Linked DNA regions of Mus musculus: region 2 is linked to region 1. A link is a contact called in public HiChIP or PLAC-seq data. All regions are on one chromosome and are shown on one strand. The core of a region is the stretch at or near the end of the contact, and the rest is flanking DNA. Distances in the headings are between cores, read along the strand shown.

Region 1 (5,685 bases), core at 599-3,098:
TTAGAATGAGAATGGACATTGTTCTCAGATCTCAGAGGGAGCAGTTCCCACAAGGCAAAGCCCTAGCTTCCCCTGCTTCTTACAGAGATACACCTTGACAGGTAAAGTCAAAGTTTACAACTTCTACTGGGTAAATATTTGGGGTTAGTTTCCTTAGCAGGAGAATAAGCCTCCAAGGGACTCCCAAGAGGATGATTGGGACTCTTGGATGATTGAAGCTTTTCAGGCCAGAGCAGAGGTGAATCACTAGACCCAACATCAAACATCAAACTGACAACATCAAACAATTAAATGATGCCAGGGTTGGGGGGTAGGGGGTGTAGCAGGATTCACTGCTGGAGGAGACAGTCACGGACCAGTCTTTGAAAGGGTTGGCCATCAAGTTATTTACTGTTTGATGCCTATTGGAACTACCTGCCCTTCCAATCCTCTGTAAAGCCTAGATGGTTCTTGTCACCCAAAGAAGACTATGGGACGCTGAGCCCCACTCCAAGGCTGCCTCAGGGGCGTACAGGACTCACACAGCTTACTAGGACCCACCTTTCTGTAGAAGACTCACTTCTGTTTATCAATCACTAACTCAATCCTAAGAGTAAGTAAATAAATAGATCTTCAAAGTCTTTCACTTTGGGGAACTTGTGGCAGACAAATGAGAAAGAATGGCCGAGGGAGAGACAGTCACTGAAGCACTGGCAGGAGCCAGACCACTGGTCTCTTCTCAGTTGCTAGAGTACTTTGCCTTGGGTTGCCACACATGGCTGTGGTAGTGTGGGGTAGGGGACTTAAATCAAGGAAAGCTGGCTTTTTTCCTTACAGTTCTGAAGGTTCCAAGTCCAAGATGAAGGAATCAGCAGACCTGGTTTTCTGTCCTCAGCTTGCAGGGGCCATCCTCTCCCCATGTCCCCCTCTGCTTGCAGGTGGCAGCCTCTCTTTCCCATAAGGTCCTTCTCTGTGAGTGTCTGCATCCAAACTTTCTTCCGAGCACAGCAGTCAAACGGAATTAGGGCCATCTCAGTGACCTCATCTTAACTCACTGACCTCTATGAAGACTCTGCCTGTAATCTCAGGCAGGGACACTAGGGCAGAAAGGTCCCCTGCACATGAAGCTGAGGCTCTATCGGACCACAGTGCTCTCCATGCAGAGTGGCTTTTGCCTGCTGAAGTTCCTGGAATAACAGTTTTATTTGGTAGGTCATGACCCTGCATCTGTTTCTCCTTCCCTGACTCCTTTCCAAAAATTTCCACTCATATAACCTCCTTTTTTTTTCTTTCAAGAAACAATAAAAACATATCCTTCTAAGTTTCCTGCAACTACACAGCACCATCTTTCCAGAAATTGGTTTTCTGAGAAATGTATGCCTCTAACCCATGCCACAGCCTGTCTTGATATTACTTCATTTAACCCTCTAGAAAAGACCAAGATGCAGACCATGGTGTGGCATATCTTTAATTCCAGCACTCAGGAAGAAAGACCTGGTAGAGATCTCTGAGTTTGAGGCCACCCTGGTCCATGGAGCAAGCTACAAGACAGCCAGTGCTACTCAGAGAAACACTGTCTTTAAAAAAAAAGTAGGTAGGAAGGAAGGAAAGAAGGAAGGAAGGGAGGGAGGGAGGGAGGGAGGGAGGGAGGGAGGGAGGGAGGGAGGGAGGGAGGGAAAGAAGGAGGGAGGAACAAAGGAAGGAAGGAAGGGAGGGAAAGACCAAGACATCTGGAACCTACCATCTTGTCAGTTGAGTGCCTCTTTCATATATTTCTCAAGACACTTTAATTTGTTGTGACCCTCTGCCAGCATCTGCCCCACCCTTAACCCAGCCCATTGAGTAACACTTGGGGAATGCATCTGAGAATGTTCTGGAAGGGTTATCACACACAGCTGTGCATTGCCACGTTCCAGCTCATCTTGCCTAAGGAAGGGTGAAGATGAACCATCGACTCACAAGGCCGAGGAGGGCAGTTCCTGGAGGGACAAAGCTTGATCATGGAAGTGGTGCTTGGTTTATGTTTGCAGTCATTTGGATTCTGCAGAACCAGATAAGAGCCAGATGTGATGCTGTACATCTGTAGCCTCCCAGAGCTGGGAGAGCAGAGATGGGAGGACCCCAAGGACTCACTGGCCAGCTAATCTAGCTAAAATAGTAAGCTTCAAGACCATTGGCAGAAACTAAGGCAACTGAGGAAGAAATTCTGTTGTCAGCCTCTAGTTTCCACTTAACATCCAAACACACATACACACACACACCCCAACATCAGAACACATATACAATGTGGGTGATAGTTTACTAATTTTATAGATGAAGAATCTCAAAGTATGAAATAACTAGGCTGTAAACACAGGGGTGGAGCCAGTATTTGGACATGAATTTGTCTACAATGAGCTTTGTTCTTGCTGTTCACACTCTCTCCCCTCCCCCATCACACTATCAAGTGTTAGCCTTTTTTTCCCTACACAGAGCACCTGTCATCCCACACTGAATTCTACTCATGACTTCTGTGTTCTCACCAACCCATTTACAGGATACAGCTATGCACCAGTGGGTGGTCCAGAGTTTAGGGAAATAAATCTCTTTGAATGAGAAATTTTTTAATAGTAAAATTACAACAGTTTAAAGCTTTCATATACAGTCCAGTTGCTCTTCTTAAAGTTATATTGGTGGTTGAAATGAAAAGGATTATCTCTTTCAAAATATCAGTGATTGCACTGAAAAGCTTTTTCTCCACTCTTCTGGTCAGTAGCAGCTATAAGTGAAGAACAGAGTCTCCCAATCTATGGGGACAAAGGTTCAGCCTCAAAGAGCCTGGCTGTGAGACATATCCAAGGCCTCTCTCTAGCTGTGGACTGGACCAGGAGGCCGCCAGAAGTCAGGCTTGAAGATATGGGTTCCCCGGGTGGCATCTAAGCCTTAGATTCCCAAACTTGCCTCTGAATTTGAGCCACCCGCTACCTTTTAAAACGTTTTTAAACTTAGTATAACTCTGTGTGTGTGTGTGTGTGTGTGTGTGTGTGTGTGTGTGTGTGTACATGATGAGGAATTACATGCCATAGTGCTCTGTGTACTTAGTTATTTCCTTCCACCTTTACATGGACTCTGGGTTCTAGGGATTAAACGCAGGCTCTCGTCTGGCCATCTTTTAAAATTATAGATGCTTGGGTATGGCTTCCACCCCAAGAGTCTGACGCCAATGCCCAGGGCGAAGCCTGAGCATCAACAGCCATGCATTGCCATACGGGGTTAATATGGAGCAGCAGGTGAAAGCCGCCCAGGCACTTTAGTGGTACAGATTACCAATAGTTGGAATGCAGGTTTTAGTGAATGAAGTTATAGCTGTGAGTTAAAATGGCTAACACGTGACTCGAACCAATAGGAAAGCTATTTATTGATCAATGACTAATAGGTTGAAAAGTAACACAATATGTATGCAATGTCATGATGTGTTTGTATGCAAATATAAACCAGTAAGCATCCCAAGATTGGGTTAGCCATCAGTGACAACTTTAGCTTTATATGTAAGCGGATGTACTGATATAATATTACTTTGAAATTAAGAATAAAATAGGTTTGTCTTGTGTGCATGTGTGTGCAAGTACACATGTATGTGTGTATATATATATATGTATTTACACACACACACATATATATGTGCACGTGAACACTATGGTGCCAGTCCTTAGAAGCCACCCACGGTGTTTTTTGAAACAGGATCTCTCATTGACTTGGACGACACTTGACAAGAGGCAAGGCTGACTGGTCAGCAAATCCCAGAGACCTGCCTCTCCAGCACAGAACCACGAGCACACATCGCCACACCTAATTTATTTTATATTATATATATATATATTATATATATATATATATATAGAGAGAGAGAGAGAGAGAGAGAGAGAGAACTCAGCTCCTCGGGCTTACACTCTATGCTCTGAGCTCTCTCCCTAGTCTGAAGAAATGTATCTTTTTCTGTGGTTTGCTTTTTTGTAGTTGTTACTTGTTTGCTTGAGCTCATTATAGCTCAGAAGCATCAAACCCACAGCAACCTTCTTGCCTCAGCCTCCCAAGGGCAGGGATTTCAGAAATGAGCCTTGTCTGTAGGCTTTTCAGTGGATTATCTGAGGTCTGCTGGCTATTTATTTCTTTTGGGTAACAACCTCCAGACTGAGAAGAGAGGCAGAGCTCAGAAGAGGCAGTCACTTTGTAGTTGATGGAAGTAAACAAAAAGCAACTTAATTTTGCCCTAGACCTCGGCATAGGCATTAAACCAGAAGTCCCTTTGTCTCCTAAATGGCAGAGCACTCTATCTCTAGATGCTTTCTTGTGACATCTCTCCCATCTGCTTCGGAGGAAAGAAACAAGCTGCTTTTCCCCCTTGAACATCATGCACACTTTCTCTTAATTGAGGCGTTCATCACATGACTGAATAAAGAACAGGAATAATCAAAAATACAGCACAGAGACTCTAATGTGCACACACACAGTGGGGGCTGGGTAGGGGCAGGCCATGGAAAACTTTGCTAAATGTTTGCACAGGGTGGCAGGTCCTAGAGAAGTAACTAGCGCTAAAAAGGAGTGCCTTAAAGCTGTGCACTGGACTACTGGAAGTGACCCCACGTAGCATAAGAAAATAATGATAGGGCTGGCGAGATGGCTCAGTGGTTAAGAGCACCGACTGCTCTTCCGAAGGTCCTGAGTTCAAATCCCAGCAACCACATGGAGGCTCACAACCATTCGTAATGAAATCTGATGCCCTCTTCTGGAGTATCTGAGGACAGCTACAGTGTACTTACATATAATAAATACATAAATCTTAAAAAAGAAAAAGAAAGGAATGATAAATGTTATTTACTGAGTGATTATAATTTTTTAGTCACTGTTTTAAGCATCCTTCCTTTATTACGTCATCAGTGTCCTGGATCCAGTCTCGCTCTTATTAGAAAACAAACAGGCTTCTAAGGGATGATAATAATAAAATAAAATAAACCAAAAACTAACACCTGAGAGTTGGACAAGGCAAACAGAAGGAAAAGAGCCCAGGGGCAGGCACAAGAGTCAGAGACACACTTGCCCACGCTCTCAGGAATCCCATAAAGACGCTAAACTGGAAGCAATAATATAGAGAGAGGACCTGGAGCAGACTCTCTCTCTCTCTCTCTCTCTCTCTCTCCCTCTCTCTCTCTCTCTCTCTCTCTCTCTCTCCCTCTCTCTCCCCCTCTCGCCCCCCTTCTCTGTATAATGTTTGCCTGTGGGTCTCTGTATCTGTTCTCATCTGCTATAGGAGGAAGCTTCTTTGATGATGACTGATCTATTAGCATAGCAGAATGTAATTAAGGCTTATTTTATTGCTTTATTTTTTCTTTTCTTTTGGTTTTGTTGTTGTTGTTTTTGTTTGTTTGTTTGTTGTTTTTTGTTTTTTAGACCATTAGTATTTGGTTTTACTCTAGGTGCCTGAGAGATGTAGTTTCTGGTTCTTGGTTACCCAAGCAACGTTGGGTATGGGTTCTATCTTATTGAGTGGGCCAATAGTCAGATCAGATATTGGTTGGTTACGCCCACAAGCTTTGTGCCACCATTACCCTAACAATCCTGCGGGCTGGACAGTATTATAGATCAATACTGGCTGGCTTAGTGCTTGCTTTTCTCTTTTGGTAGTATACAGTGTACCTTTCTGTAATGAAGACACTAACACAGAGGGGT
Region 2 (5,610 bases), core at 1,819-4,318, 330 kb after region 1:
AGCATCCACCTTGAGACCCTCAGCAGAACCAAGCCAGGTCTGGAGCTTGCCTTGAAGTCTCCAGAACTGTGAACTCAGTAAACACTTTTTCCTTATAAAATGTGCCTGCCTCTGATATTTTGTTATAGTAAAGAAGAGTGAACGGGCACCAATGCTATGAAACTAGAGTGCTTTAAATCTAAATCTGTTAAGTTTCAAATCCTACTGAGAGTTCAGGCAATGAAAGCCTAACATGAGTCTGTAGCTTGACAACAAGGAAGTCACTGTGACTTTGATGCAGATGGCTTCATAAGGTGGTGGCGGGAGGACTCTTGCTGTCTTTGATGGAGAGGTGATGACAGGAGTGGGTACAGAAGATCAGCATCATGCTGAAGAGTTGGAGAAGAAACATAATGGAGCATAAAGCTGAGAGGTTTGAGAGAAACCCCTTGTTCCTGTTGAGGTGCTGTGGTGGAGACACTGTGGGCATAGTTAAATGTGAGAAGTCACTGTTGGGAGAAAAAGGAAGCCAAGAGACCTCAAACCAGCCCAGGGTGGGGCAGTGTCAGGTGGTAAGGATAGTGGTAACTAAAAGGATGACACTGTTCCCATGACAACAGAAGAATGAACCCATGGTCCCTTGGCTTGGGTATCCTTCAATTTGGGTTTAGATGGGTTTTGGTGTAAGCTGATGTGTGTATTGTATAAAAAGGAGATCTACTTAGATGCTTAATTTGATTTAAATAGTTAGTGTTTAGTTTATTAAGACTGCAATTTTAAACACTCAATTCTTCATCCCAAAAATCATAATTCTATATATAAGCCTAGCAAAATTGAGCAGCAGTTTTCTAGGGAAATTTGTTTAATATTTGATTCTTTTTTTTCCTATTGACTTGAATGTTTTAATTGTAATATATTCTATTTCCTTTCAAGTGCCTCATCTATAGATTACAAAACCTTGTTGAGTACTTCATAATTGTTATACAAGCTATTAAATATATAAAGTGGGCTTAAAGACCTAAATGTTAATACAGTATTCCTAAATGTGGGCCATTTCAGCTAAAGTCTGTGATGTGATAATTCAGCTGGTCATTGTAAATTGGTTTTCAAACCTTGTGACCCTGTTAACTTTCATAAATATCAGTAGGACAGAAAAGGTCAAATGTGCACAAAAAAGCATTAATAGCGTGGCTTTGGTGCTTTAGCCTTTCCACATTTAAGTTTTAAATCTTCCTAGAGTTGGAAAAGGTTTACTCATGAGGAAAGAAAATTACTTGGAAATAACTGAGGCCATTGCGAGTCTGACCTTCTGACAGAGCAGCAGGCACCCAGGCAGGACACCTGCAGCCTCATTGCTGCATTGAGGATCCTTATGACAGGTTATCTGTGCTGTGAGTTACAGGACTTAAGGAAGACCTGGTCTCGTGGGTCTAATGACAGGCATCCCCGGTATGAGATCTACACGGTACCTGATTCCTCATCTCTCCTGGGGATGGGACTTCCAGATTGGTCTTTGATCTTAACACAGAAATATATATATATATATTTCCACCTACATGTGAATGGTCCTTGTGTTTGACAGACCCCTCTAGATATTTACCTTGTACCTATAGTTTTGAACTGGTTCGCCTAAATTAAATAGTTTATTTTCCCAGAGCTCTGACTCAGGGTCTCACACAAACTAGGCAGATGCTTTGTGACAGAGCCACACTCCAGCCTCAGTAAATGATGTGGTCATTTGGGTGGTGGTGATGGTAGTGTTAGGAGTGGAACTTGGGCCTTACTCAAACCAGGAGAATGCTGTACCACTAAGTCACAGGACCAACCTAAAAAGTATTTTCTATTTGATATTAGGTGGGATACTAGACATTTAGATGTCTTCTCTATTTAAGGAACTTTGAACTTGATGGAATCCCCTGCATAGTTAAATATTCTTAGGATCACACAATGGATGCCGTTGTTCAAAGGACCAATTGTGTTTTATTTTTTGTTTAAATTTTATTTATTATATGTAGATGGGTGTTTTGTCTATATGTATGTCTATGCAACACATGCATGCCTAGTGCACACAGATTTCAGAAGAGGCCGTTCGATCCCCTGGGACTGCAGTTATAGATGGTTGCCAGTCGCCATGTGAATGCTGGGAATTAAACCTAGGTCCTCTGAAAAAGCAGCCAGTGCTCTTAACTGCTGAGGCATCTCTCTAGCCCCTCTAATTATGATTTAGATGTCCTCGATCAATCCAAGTCTGATTTGCCCCAACTATACAAGGTCATTCTTCTGATTTTATGGGAAGGAGAGAAAAACAACAACATAGTGAGTTCTCATAGGATGCCTTCTGCTTTCTGAGTTAGGCCCCGAAGGTCTGTGTTAAAGGAGGTGAGAGCTATCTAGGTGAAAGGTGAGAAACAAAGCTTTCCAGCAGCATTTAATAATGTGAGAAGCAAGTTGATGCACTCTGCTTATTTCGTCTTGTGTGTGTGTGTGTGTGTGTGTGTGTGTGTGTGTGTGTGTGTGTGTGTGTTTGCGCGAATGTAGAGGTCAGAGGACTCGAAGGTTATTTCCTTCTGCCTTTATGTTGATTCCAAGAGTTGAACTCATGTCATTAGACCTACATGGAAGTACCTTTACCCCCTGAGCCATCTCATGGGACTTATGCGACTATTTTATAGGCTTCTAAGTGTGTCACCTAATGACCAGTTAGTGGAGACAATACTTAGGATATATAATTCATGGTTGATATTTATTTAGTTTATATTTTTTGTTAAATGTGTACATCTAGCCACTTGAGGACTTTCTATTAATTATAGATATTCCTTGTAACTAGCCAGAAGTTCCAGCTCAATGTCAAGGACTTTATTAATAAAGCACAACTGAAGTAGTCGCTTATTACACAGCATTTGACTTTCTGTTTTATTCACTAGCCAATTACCAGCTGTCAGGGCACAGTCAATATTGTAGATCTGAGTCAGAAGCCATCACCCCTGAGTGCATTGTTCTTTCTAATCACAGGCAGTGATCGGCCCAGTGAAAGAATTACATTAGTCATCAACTCACACCCGTCCTCCTGGTGGTACAAAGTTGCTACTGGATTCCATTGCCGAATGGGATGAATCAATGCAGACACCACAAACGAGTGCAGACAGTCACGAGTCATGGGCGTTCCGCTCATGTTGACAAGTCCCTCTCTGTTTCCAGACAGAAGGAAAAGCTGACAGCCAGCTTGCAAAGCTCCCTTCTTCACAGCCTTAAAGCTGGTGTTTCATAACATTTATGCAGCGTTTAGATGACAAATTCATAGGAAATAATTTTTTAATCATCTCAAGACCTGCAGGGTTATTGGTGCTGAGAGTTCTTTTATGTATGTCAAACATTCATTGCATATACTCAAGGTACAATTTACAAAAGTTTACAATATCATTGAGCGCATTTCCCCAGTCCCTGGGAGCTCGCCTCTGTCTTGTCTTGCATTTTGTAACAAATGAATGGGGGCTTAGAAAAGCTTCAGTAACTCATTACACAGAGTGGCAGAACCTCGACTCAATTCTGCGCAATTCAATTCTGTGACCTTTTCCACTGGTCGCATCTCTCTGCTGAATAGATGATATTTGATATTTACTGGGTAAATAGGAATGCAGTGAGATACAAATAACTAAAATCCACATTCAGTGGTTTGCAGAACAGCGATATATTTTTCTCCCATAATACAAAAGATGGGGACGAGTAGCTCCCGGTGTTGGCTCAGTGCTCCATCAGCATCAGGACCAGGGATGCTTTGACCTTTCCCTGAGGCAGAAAATTTCCCTGCTTCACTGCCAAGCATCGTTTCCACACTCAGAACAGGAGGAAGAATTGGCGACGGCTGTAACTGAAAATTCATCACAAAATCAAAGGCTTTTATATACATTTATGTACATCTTTGTGAATAACTGAGCAGTATACCACCCTTATCTGCAAGGGAGACAGTAGGGGAAAGGGCACTGGGGATGACTGATGGCCAGCCTTGGAGTTACAGAATCTACAGGTTATATAGGCCTCTTCCTCTCCTCCCTCCCTCCCTTCCTATAAAAAAGCTCTCTTACTTTGCCTATATACTTACTGTGGGTCTATATATTCTTCCTTTGCTTTCTATGATCTGTTTGTGAATAGTAAGAGAAAGCTGTGTTTTTCGATGGCTGAGTCAGGACTCACTCGATGAGATTAACAGAAACTACTACATTCCTATGCAAGAAAATGGGTACATCTATCCAACAAATAATATTAGGCACTCTTTGAGACTTTAGGGATGGATTAGGGACCAGAACCAAAAAGAAAGAGAGGAGAACACGCACACGCGTGCACACACACACACACACACACACACACAGAGAGAGAGAGAGAGACAGAGACAGAGACAGAGACAGAGACAGAGACAGAGACAGAGAGACAGAGACAGACACAGACAGACAGACTGAGAGATTGGAGACTGAAAGGCAGGGAGGGAAGTGTTTCTCAGTAAATCTCTAACCCAAATAAGCCCGGGCAATGAAAACACAACTCAATTAATATGAATCCATGCTGTGCGCCTAGATTGGGCAGATCTACCACTACATTACCATCTTCCCCATATAAGAGACCCCTTAGAACTTGCAGTTTCTCCAGGCCATGTCCTTCTGCTCTACTCTCCTTCTTCCTCCTCTTCCCATCAGCCCCCCCACCTCTTTCTCTCCCAAAACCTTCAGCTCCACCTTCCCCTCTTTCTCCACCCAATCACCGGCTCTAGCTTTTATTTATAAAATTAACGTGGGAAGAAGGGTTACAGGAAACGACCCGAGTGCTGACTCATTCCTTGTTCAAAACCCCTCACAGGAGAACGGAATCAACGTCAAATACAGTCAGCTCCAGGGCTATCCACAACAGGAAAGCAACACTATGAGGGACTCTTCTAGAACACAAAGTTGTGAATGCAGCCCAGACTAGACTAGACTAGCTAAGACTAGAAAGCCCAGGTCTAAGATGCTGCTGAAAATCTATGCCGTGGCCTGGGTGCACCACCATCTTGCACACCCTGCTTTCCCTTAGCTAGCTCGGTGAATAGAATAGGGTGACCCTCCATGCCTGCATTTTTTTTATAATTTATAGTTTTTTTAAATTATAGTTTATAATTGATTTTTTTAATTAGGTATTTTCTTCATTTACATTTCCAATGCTATCCCAAAAGTCCCCCATACCCCCCCCAGTCCCCTACCCACCCACTCCCACTTCTTGGCCCTGGCGTTCCCCTGTACTGAGGCATATAAAGTTTGCAAGACCAATTGGGCCTCTCTTCCCAATGATGGCTGACTAGGCCATCTTCTGATACATATGCAGCTAGAGACACGAGCTCTGGGAATACTGGTTAGTTCATATTGTTGTTCCACCTATAGGGTTGCAGACCCCTTTAGCTCATATTATGTTGGGGAAAAAAACAACTCACACTAAACCACAGTCTCCAGTTCATAGTTCAGAAGCCAGGGAGACAGAATTTGTCAAGCCAGAAGCACATGCATCCTTGCAGGTGAGGGCTAGAGTTACAGGGGTCATTTGAGTGACGCCAACAGCTTGAATACAGATAGCCCACAAAGCTTTCTGTTGCCACCATCCCTCTCCAGG

What was found. HiChIP or PLAC-seq counts read pairs in DNA pulled down with a chosen protein or histone mark.
Region 2: a contact with region 1 is called in a FOXA1 HiChIP or PLAC-seq map of pancreatic cancer cells. The contact joins two enhancer-like sites. A contact is called at or near these places in 2 of 115 datasets of contacts at active chromatin or transcription factors (memory CD8 T cells and pancreatic cancer cells).

The regions. Positions count from the first base shown.
Region 1 is chr5:64,665,308-64,670,992 of GRCm38.p6, forward strand. No RefSeq gene overlaps it. Among named protein-coding and RNA genes, the nearest start is that of Gm26761, 31 kb to the right of the region's middle. Within about 2 kb of position 1,849, at least 33 of the 459 cell types and tissues checked have an H3K27ac peak or open chromatin away from gene starts, as enhancers often do. A contact at or near this core is called in pancreatic cancer cells, where this site is marked.
Region 2 is chr5:64,989,688-64,995,297 of GRCm38.p6, forward strand. The region is part of intron 2 of Fam114a1 (family with sequence similarity 114, member A1); the gene reads left to right. It overlaps Gm32374 (a long non-coding RNA gene), which reads right to left. Exons shown (of 3, transcript XR_003955930.1): 3 at 2,704-3,847. Among named protein-coding and RNA genes, the nearest start is that of Mir574, 22 kb to the left of the region's middle. Within about 2 kb of position 3,069, at least 39 of the 459 cell types and tissues checked have an H3K27ac peak or open chromatin away from gene starts, as enhancers often do. A contact at or near this core is called in pancreatic cancer cells, where this site is marked.